Linked DNA regions of Sus scrofa: regions 1 and 3 are each linked to region 2. Evidence: chromatin contacts called from public Hi-C and promoter capture Hi-C data. All regions are on one chromosome and are shown on one strand. Each heading gives the region's core, a stretch centred on a gene start, on an enhancer-like site or on the middle of the called end of the contact. The rest is flanking DNA. Distances are from core to core; before and after follow the strand shown.

Evidence for each region. Promoter capture Hi-C pulls out the DNA fragments that hold promoters and counts their contacts. Hi-C and Micro-C count contacts between places; a contact is called where the count stands out from the background.
Region 1: a contact with region 2 is called in a Hi-C map of omental adipose tissue, with 2.0 times the contacts expected there. The contact joins the promoter of C8H4orf48 here to the promoter of TMEM129 in region 2. A contact is called at or near these places in 1 of 5 promoter capture datasets (fetal skeletal muscle), 9 of 47 Hi-C or Micro-C datasets (blood, brain, embryonic fibroblasts and 4 more) and 1 of 2 datasets of contacts at active chromatin or transcription factors (alveolar macrophages).
Region 3: a contact with region 2 is called in a promoter capture Hi-C map of fetal liver, with 6 times the contacts expected there. The contact joins the promoter of NELFA here to the promoter of TMEM129 in region 2. A contact is called at or near these places in 4 of 5 promoter capture datasets (fetal liver, fetal skeletal muscle and liver), 8 of 47 Hi-C or Micro-C datasets (blood, brain, embryonic fibroblasts and 3 more) and 2 of 2 datasets of contacts at active chromatin or transcription factors (alveolar macrophages and skeletal muscle).

The regions. Positions count from the first base shown.
Region 1 is chr8:1,053,764-1,056,463 of Sscrofa11.1, forward strand. It overlaps C8H4orf48 (neuropeptide-like protein C4orf48 homolog), which reads left to right and starts at 1,352. Exons shown (of 4, transcript XM_003128813.5): 1 at 1,352-2,644. The coding sequence starts at 2,572.
Region 2 is chr8:824,936-827,635 of Sscrofa11.1, forward strand. TMEM129 (E3 ubiquitin-protein ligase TM129) reads right to left here and starts at 1,298. Exons shown (of 4, transcript XM_003128802.4): 1 at 43-1,298. The coding sequence starts at 247. It overlaps TACC3 (transforming acidic coiled-coil-containing protein 3), which reads left to right and starts at 498. Exons shown (of 16, transcript XM_003128804.5): 1 at 498-916; 2 at 2,621-2,700. The coding sequence starts at 2,622.
Region 3 is chr8:1,037,808-1,040,507 of Sscrofa11.1, forward strand. It overlaps NELFA (negative elongation factor A), which reads right to left and starts at 1,284. Exons shown (of 12, transcript XM_003128808.5): 1 at 977-1,284. The coding sequence starts at 1,186.

The DNA.
Region 1 (2,700 bases), core at 102-2,601, 230 kb after region 2:
AGACTGGACCACAAGGGTGTGGGCAACAGGGTGACGGTGACAGAATCAAGAGCCCAGGCGGGGGGGGGGGGGGGGCGTGTGGACCCGGGCTTGGTGGCTCTGAGGGTGGGCACACAGTGTTTCCAAAAGGCCGCGGTGGGTTTGGTGGGCGTGTCTGCCGGGACAGAGGGAGGTGGGGAGGGGCCGGGGGCAGTTGCTGACTTTCGTCTTGGGGGGAGGAGGGCGCTCGGCGGAGGGTGAGATCGGGCTGACCTCCAGCTGCGCGCTCTCTCCCAGCGGAGACGGCCGGGGCGGGGCAGCTGGGCGTGGGCACATGGGCACCTGGAGCTCCGCGGCTGGTTTTCACAGCTGTGACTGGACAAAGTCACAAAGGACATGGCCCTGGGGAGGGTGTGAGTGAAGGACGGGCTAGCTGCGCCTGCGGGGGAGGAAGGGCGGGGTCCGGTCCTTGGGTCGCTAGGTGTGTCACGGCAGGGTGGGAGGTGAGCCGGACAGGTGAGGGCTTAGGAGAGAAAAATGGAGCAGCTGGACAGGGAGGAGAGGCCATGACGGGGGCAAGGGGCTCACCCGTGGGTTTTATTTGGACAAGAAAGAAGTCGCAGCCCGTTTGCTGAGGAAAAGGGCCTGTGGAGAAGGGAAATCCGTGCCCTGGGCAGCCAGAGGGAGGAGGAGGTAGGCTGGGGGGAGGGGACTGGCGCTGGCGCGGGAGGGGGGCGGAAAAGGAGGAGAGGCCCGGCCCTCGGGCCCCGGGCAGCGCTGAGGGTCCACCCTGCAGCCCCAGACGGTGGTGCAGCCCCCTTGGGAACCGGGCTTGGTCGCGCCGAGGATGCGGCCAGGGGCTCGAGGGTGCGCGGGCGGCGGTGGTCAGGAGGACCGTGGGATGCAGTGAGGCGGAGAGGATCCCGGAGCGCCAGGGAGGCGGGCGAAGGAAGGCTCCGACGGATAGGGCGCGGGAGGGCTCCGGGGCCGGTCGCTGGGCCTTCCGCCTCCCAGCCCAGCCGCCCGAGCTCTGCCCTGAGAGCGTGAGGGGAGGGCGCGGCGGGAGCCGCCCCCAGCTGGAGGCAGCCTGGACTGACGCGTGGGGGGGGGGAGCCTGAGCGTTCCGTCCTGGGCACCCCTGGCCTCGCTCAGCGGGTGAATGATCCAGTTACCACGAGCTGTGGTGTAGGTCACAGAGGAGGCTCTGATCCAGCATTGCTGTGCCTGTGACGGAGGGCGTCTACAGCTCCGATCTGACGCCTAGCCTGGGAACTTCCACATGCCGCTGGCGCGGCCCCCAAAAGACGACCAAAAAAAAAAAAAAAAAAAAAGGAAAGGAAAAAAAGAAAGAAAGAAAAAAAAAAGCCTGTGCTGGACGGCGTCCTTCGGGCGCACGTCCCAAGCGAGTGACCCCGCGGGGCGGCTGCGCAGGGCCGGCCGCCCCGCCCCACTCGGTGGCTGCGACCGCGAGACCCCGGCGCAGGGCTGCGGATGCAGAGCCAGGAAATGCGCACGTCCGGGATCGCGCCGCAGTCCCCCAGACCCCGCGCGTTTCCGGACGCCGCGGGATCCAGGCCCGGGCTGCAGCGCGAGCCTGCCCCTGAGCCCCACGGGGAGGAGAGAGAGGCGGTCACAGGGCACCACCCCCTCAGGCAGCAAACCCGCGAGGGGGCGACAACTGACTCAAGGCCCAGGTGTGGGACAGAGGACGTCTAGGCTCGACGCTGCACACCAGCAAGGGGCCGGGCGCTGCCCGGCGCTCTGGAACTCTGGCGTGGGCGCGGGCCTAGGCGCGTTCCCGGAAGGTCGCAGCCTCCGCAACAGGCTGGGCCTTGTTGAGGCCAAGTAGACGCCAAGTGGAGCCCATCCCTCTCAGCGGGACCGAGTCTGCCCCGCACGCGTGAGGCTGGCAAACCTGACGCCCGCGTGCATCGGGGTGCCCGTGGGGACCTCACTTGGCTCTTTGCCTCCAACACCCTTGTGCATCCGCGGAGGAGAAAAGGACACAGAGAGGCCAAGCGACCCCTCCGGGGTCGTGCAGCAGGGTGGGCTATGCGGCAAATAGGTGTTAGGGCACAGAGAGACGAGAGGGACCTGCAAGGCCGCCGGGCTTCTCCCCTGCCCCTCTCGCCAGAGTGAGGAGCGGAGAAAGGGGAACCCCACGGGCCCACCTGCCTGGGGCGCTCCTGGCCGCAGCCTCTCCCGGCCCCAGTCCCTCCCGACTGGACTCCACCGGCCTAGGAGCAGAGGCCCCGCCTTTGCATTCACTGGCCCTCAGTCCCCGGCATGCATCGAGCCACTCCCTGGGATCAGCTCAGGGACACCCCAAGGCTAAGGATCGCCAAGCTCCAGCGGCAGATTTCCCGCTTCCTCGGCTTTGCTCCCGCCGCCGGCGGCTCTGGAGGTGCTGTCCACGCGCCGCCTCCTATGGGCGGCCCTCCCGACTCCATCGCCTGCGGGCTTGACGGTGCTTCAGGCGCAGACCCGGGCCGGGGCCGAGGAACCGGGACAGGGAGCCGCCTGGGTCCCTTTAAACTAGCGGTTCGCGCAGTCCCCGGGTTTCCATGACGACGGCGGGCGGGGTCCGGGCGCATGCGCGTGCGCGCCGGACGCAGCGCGTCTTCCCGAGTCGCCCGCTCTGCTGTCGCGGGGTCCCCGAACCGCGGTAAGGGCGGGGTGGGGGTTCTCCGGGCTCCGGCGGCGGGAGAGGGAGGGAGTCGC
Region 2 (2,700 bases), core at 48-2,547:
CCCCCCCCGCCCCCAGCTCCGCCGCGCGCCCCGCGAGCTCACCGAGCGGCAGCAGCGAGTGGCACAGCAGCGTGGCGGCCGTGCGGCGCAGGTGGTAGGGCACGAAGGCGGCGTCCTCGCTGCCCAGCCAGCCCGACAGCAGGTTCTGCACCGTGAGCCCGGCCGAGTGGAACTCGGTGGGGGTGAACACGAAGCATACGGCGAACACCAGGTAGGCCAGCGTGAAGGTGACCTCGGGGCTGTCCATCGCGCCGCCGTAGCCGCCGGGAAGCCGTCCGGGCGAGGCCCCCCGCCCCGGGGCGCAAAACAGGCCTCAGCGTCCGCGTCCGGTAGGCGCCGGGGCCGCGCGGGGCGCCCTGGGACGTGTAGTCCCCACCCTCAGGCCGCTCGCGGGGCGCTCTGGGAAATGAAGTTCCAGGACCCCGCTCGCGGCCAGACGTCCTGAGCCGCCGCGGCAGTCCTCGCGAGGGTTTGGAGCCTCCCCACGACCCGCCCTGAGGGCGGCGCTGAACTTGGCTCCATTCCACAGCTGGGAATACAGACTCGGGCGAGCAGCTCTCAGGCCCTGGGCCTTTCCGCGCAGCCCAGGCGCGTCTGCGCAGAGCCCGAGATTCCTGGGCGACGGCGGGCCCCGCACTCACCGCCCGCTCTCGAGCCGCGTTTCACCTTCGTCTGCTGGACGAGCCTGGGCTACCGAGAATTCCAGGGGCCGCCCTGCCTAGCGTGCCGCCTCGCCCGGAAGCGGAAGCCGCCTCTTGGGCGCAGCCTCCCATTGGCCTTCGACGCCCTGTGTCCCGCCCCGGCCACGCGCTGATTGGCCGTACGCGCCAACCGTCGATATTTGAATCGGCGGCGGGCAGCCGGGCTCCCGGACACGGCGCCTCCCGCTCCTTCGGTTCCGCGCAGCGGCCGGCAGGTAAGACGGCGACCGGGTCCGGGCTCGGGGCTCCGTTCCTGCCTCTTCTGGCCTGTCCTCGGGCCTTAGCCTGTCGCAGTGGCGGCCTGGACACGGATCTCTGACTCCTCCCGCGGCGCCGCGGTGCCCACAGTCGGCTCTCCTCGCCCCCCCCACCTCGGGGCGCCCCCTTCCCCGGGGTCCCATCTCGCCCGCACTCATCCAGCCGGCCCGGCCGCAGCTGGCAGCGGAGCCGGTGGGCTCTCGGCCCTGCCTCCCGAGGACGCCTAGTGGCCCCTATATCGCCCTCCACGAGGACCCTCCGGCCGGTCGCACCGGTCTTCCCTCTCCCCGGTGACCTCGCCCAGCCCCCGGCCCCCTGTGGCGGTGACCCGCACTGGCACTCCGCCCCTGACCAGCCTCCGCCTTGCTGCCCGGCCCCTCCTCCCGGCGCAGCCCCACCTGTGAGTCATCACCGACCCCGCGGCACCTGCAGCAGAAACCTGGGCTCCAGCGCTGATTCTCAAGAGCCTGCCGGCAGGCCCTCGACGCCAGTCCTCCTCCGCGCTGGCCTCGCCCCTTCTGCTCAGGAGCCGCCTCCCTGGCCCCCCGTCATTAGTAGGAGCCAAACCCGTAGAGGCTGCCATTGTCGCACCCCCACCTTCCCCAGGTGAAGGGATCCCACAGAAAGGGTGCTCTAAGTCTCCCTCCTGTGGCCCAGGGCCCTCCGGCCCCTCCCCGTTTCACCCCGTCCCCCAGGCCAAACCCAGTAGTCCCCCTTGACTTAGGCTTCCCTTTCCCACCTCCCCACGCCGCGTGTGGGCCTGCTGGCCAAGCCAGGGCTGACCGCTCCCCCCTGGCCACAGACAAGAGCCTCTGGCTCCCTGCTTCCCTCCTCCCGCTCCCTGCTCCACACGCAGCACCCAACCCCACACCCTCCAGGCGGCTCATCCCCCTGACCTCACCTCGTTCCAGGGCACCCGTGTTCCTTAGGCCCCAGCCGTTTTGCTCTTGCAGCTGAGGTCCCCGGGGCCCCCACCCCCAGCAGGTACCTGTGCTGCCCAGTTTTCTGGTGACTCCTAAGTTGGGAATGCCGGGTAGGTGACCATGATGAATTTGGGAAGGAGGAGTAGGACTATTCTAGAACCTCGTGGACCCGACCGGAGGCCCCTGGTGTGTTTCTAGTCTCCAGACCCTGGTGTAGAAGCACCTCAACTCCCCACAGGTGATCCTGCACGTGCCGCTTGTTACCATCCCTGCTCCTCCTCTGAGCCTTGGCCCTCCTGGCGCCCCCGTCGGTGGGCAGAGAGCCAGCTGCCCTGCCCTTCTGCTTTTCTGCCCTCCTCCATCTCGGCTGCCTGCTCCAGCCCCAGTGCCAAGGCCTCTGCCAGTTTTGTCACAGATCAGCCCTTATCTGTCTCCCAACTTTTACCCACAAAGTTCCAGTTATTTCGAGGACCTGTTCTTCCTTCTTGCCCTGTGGGCTGAGAGCCCTCCTAGCTCTTTCTCCCGGGAGGGGCAGCTCCCCCCAGAACGGGATAAGGACACGCTCTGGCAGAGGACATGCTGCCTGCGGTGTCTCACACACACACACACACGCCCGTGCAGGAAGGGGACGTCCACCCTGCGGCACCGTGGGGTCAGCTCGCTTGTCTTCACATATGTGCGTCTAGACAACAGGGTGTCCCCGCCCTCCTCTTGACTCACAACTCTCTGCTTTCCCAGAATGAGTCTGCACGTCTTCAGTGATGAAAATGTCACTGGTGACAGAAGTACAGAAAATTGCGACTTCCTGTTTTCACCAC
Region 3 (2,700 bases), core at 34-2,533, 210 kb after region 2:
GTGTTAACTTGTACTTATTTTGGCCGCACCCCCTGGAGTGCGGACGTTGAGGGGCCAGGGGTTTAACCCTCGCCTCAGCAGGGACCCGAGCCGCCGAAGTGACAGAGGATCCTCCGTCCTTCGAGCCACAGAGAAGCCCCCCAAAATCTGTTTTTTCACAAGGGAGTCCCCATCATGGCTCAGCGGTTAACGAATGCGACGAGGGCCGTGAGGCTGCGGGTCAGTCCGGCCTCGCTCGGCGGGTTAGGGTCCGGTGGTGCCGGAGCCGTGGGGGGTCGCGTTGCAGCGGCCGCGGTGCAGGCCGGAGGCTGAGCTCCGATTAGACCCCTGGCCTGGGAACCTCCACCTGCTGCGGGTGCGGCCCTCAAAGACAAAACAAAATAAATATCGTAAAACTCCGCCAAAGCAGTGGAACGCATGCCCTCGGGCGTAAACAAAAACGAACGAAAAAGGGACAAACAAGTCACAAGAACCCCGAAGAAGGAAGAACCCCAGGAAGCGACGCCCGACCACACGGTCCTCGGAGAACCGACGGGGGCGGCCCCGCCGCCAAAGGAACGGGCGCGCCCACCCGCCCACGCAGGACACGCCGCGCTCGACGCCCCGCTCGCGGGTCCGACCCGGGAAGCGCTCCGCCACCGACGCCCCGCCGGGAACGGCCCGAGGCTGCGGCGAAGGGCGCGTTGGCCGCTCGGGGGGCGACGGCAGCCTCGACCCTCCGCGCAAACGCGATGAATTCGCCGAGACGGGAAAGGGCCGGACGGCAAGGGCGCCAGACCCGCGCCCTCGGCGGCACGAGCGCGCGGCGGGCAGCGGCGGCCGGCGGGGCCCCGAGGGGAAGCGGCGGCCGAGCCCCGGCCCGCGCGCCCGGCCCGCCCCGCGCGCCCGGCCCGGCCCGGCCCGGCCCGCCGCGCTCGCTGGGCCCGGGGCGGCCGGGGTCCCAGGGGCCCGGAGGGTGCCCCGCCGCCCGCCTCACCTCGTCCACCGTGCGGCGCGGGAGGTGCAGCGTCCCAAGCAGCAGCTTGAGCTTCACGGCCGACGAGAGGCCGTGGAAGCAGAGGCGGATGTTGTCGATGACCGCGGCCGTGAGCAGGGACGCGATGCTGGGCGGCGCCCACAGCTCGTCCGTGGCCCCCAGCTTGTTGTGCAGCCACAGGCCCGTGTCGCTCTCCCGCATGGACGCCATCTTGGGGGGAAAAAAGCCGGGCGCCGCCGAGCCGGCATCTTATGAGGACACCTACGCGCTCGCTACGAGGACCCCCAACATGGCGGCGCCCGCCCGGCGAGCCGCGTGACGTGACGGCGGGGCGGGGCCTCGGCGAGACGCTTCGTGGCGGCGCCGGGGGGGGGGGGCGCACCGGCCGCCGTAACGCAACATGGCGGCGCCCGCGGCCGGCTCTGGACGGCCTCGGAAGATGACGTCACGGGGCGGGCGACCCCCAGGGCTGGCGCTCGAAGGCGCCGGTCCGCGCCGGTTGGCCAGGGCACCCGCCTCCGCCGCTCCGGACCGGCGCTTGCGCGTGGTGGCCGCGCAGGCCGGGGGAAGCCGTGGCCTGGGTCCCGCGGCGGTCAGGAGGCAGGCCCCGGTCGGCTTGTCCTCCGCGGGGCCCCAGAGGCGGGGGCCTGCGCCACTAGGAGCGCCGAGGTCGCGGTCAGGAGGCCGCCTAGGGGATCCTGCGCGAAGAGCCAGCGGGAGGCAGCTCTCGCGGTCCCCCGGCAGACCCCCACCCCGTGCCGCGCGCTGGCCCGGGCGCCGGGGGTGCAGAGCGAGGCCTTGCGGGGCCCGCGACGCGAGGAAGTGGCAGACGCTGACGGGTGCGCGCTTACTTCTAGGAAACCTACGTGTCGTAAAGGTCTTGGACTTCAGTGTCGGTGATTCCGGGACAGTTCTGTGTTGGTTAAACGAAACTTGTTTTCATCATCAAAAATTAATCCTAGGGAGTAATGAACGTAGACAAAAGTAAACAAATGGGACCTAGTTAAACGTTTCGCCCAGCAAAGGAAACCGTAAACAAAAAGCGCACAGAATGGGAGAAAATATTCGCAGCTTAAGCAACGGACAGGGGATTACTCTGCAAAACATACAAGCATCTCCTGCAGCTCAGTATCCAACCAACAACTCAATCAAAAAGTGGGCAGCGGATCTAAACACATTTTCCCAAAGACACACAAGGGCCAAAAACACATGAAAAGATGTTCAGCATCACTCATGATTAGAGAAATGCACATCAAAACCACGATGAGGCACCACCTTACACCAGCCAGAATGGCTATCATCACAAAGTCTGCAAAGGAGTTCCCGTCGTGGCGCAGTGGTTAACGAATCCGACTAGGAACCATGAGGTTGCAGGTTCGGTCCCTGCCCTTGCTCAGTGGGTTAACGATCCGGCGTTGCCGTGAGCTGTGGTGTAGGTTGCAGACGCGGCTCGGATCCTGCGTTGCTGTGGCTCTGGCGTAGGCCGGTGGCTACAGCTCCGATTCAACCCCTAGCCTGGGAACCTCCATATGCCGCGGGAGCGGCAAGAAATAGCAACAACAACAACAACAAAAGACCAAAAGACAAAAAAAAAAAAAAAAAAAAAAAAAGTCTACAAACGATAAGTGCTGGAAAGGGTGTGGAGAGAAGACACTGCTGGTGGGAACGTAAATTGGTGCAACCACTGTGGAAAACAGGATGGAGAGTCCTCAGAAAACTAAACA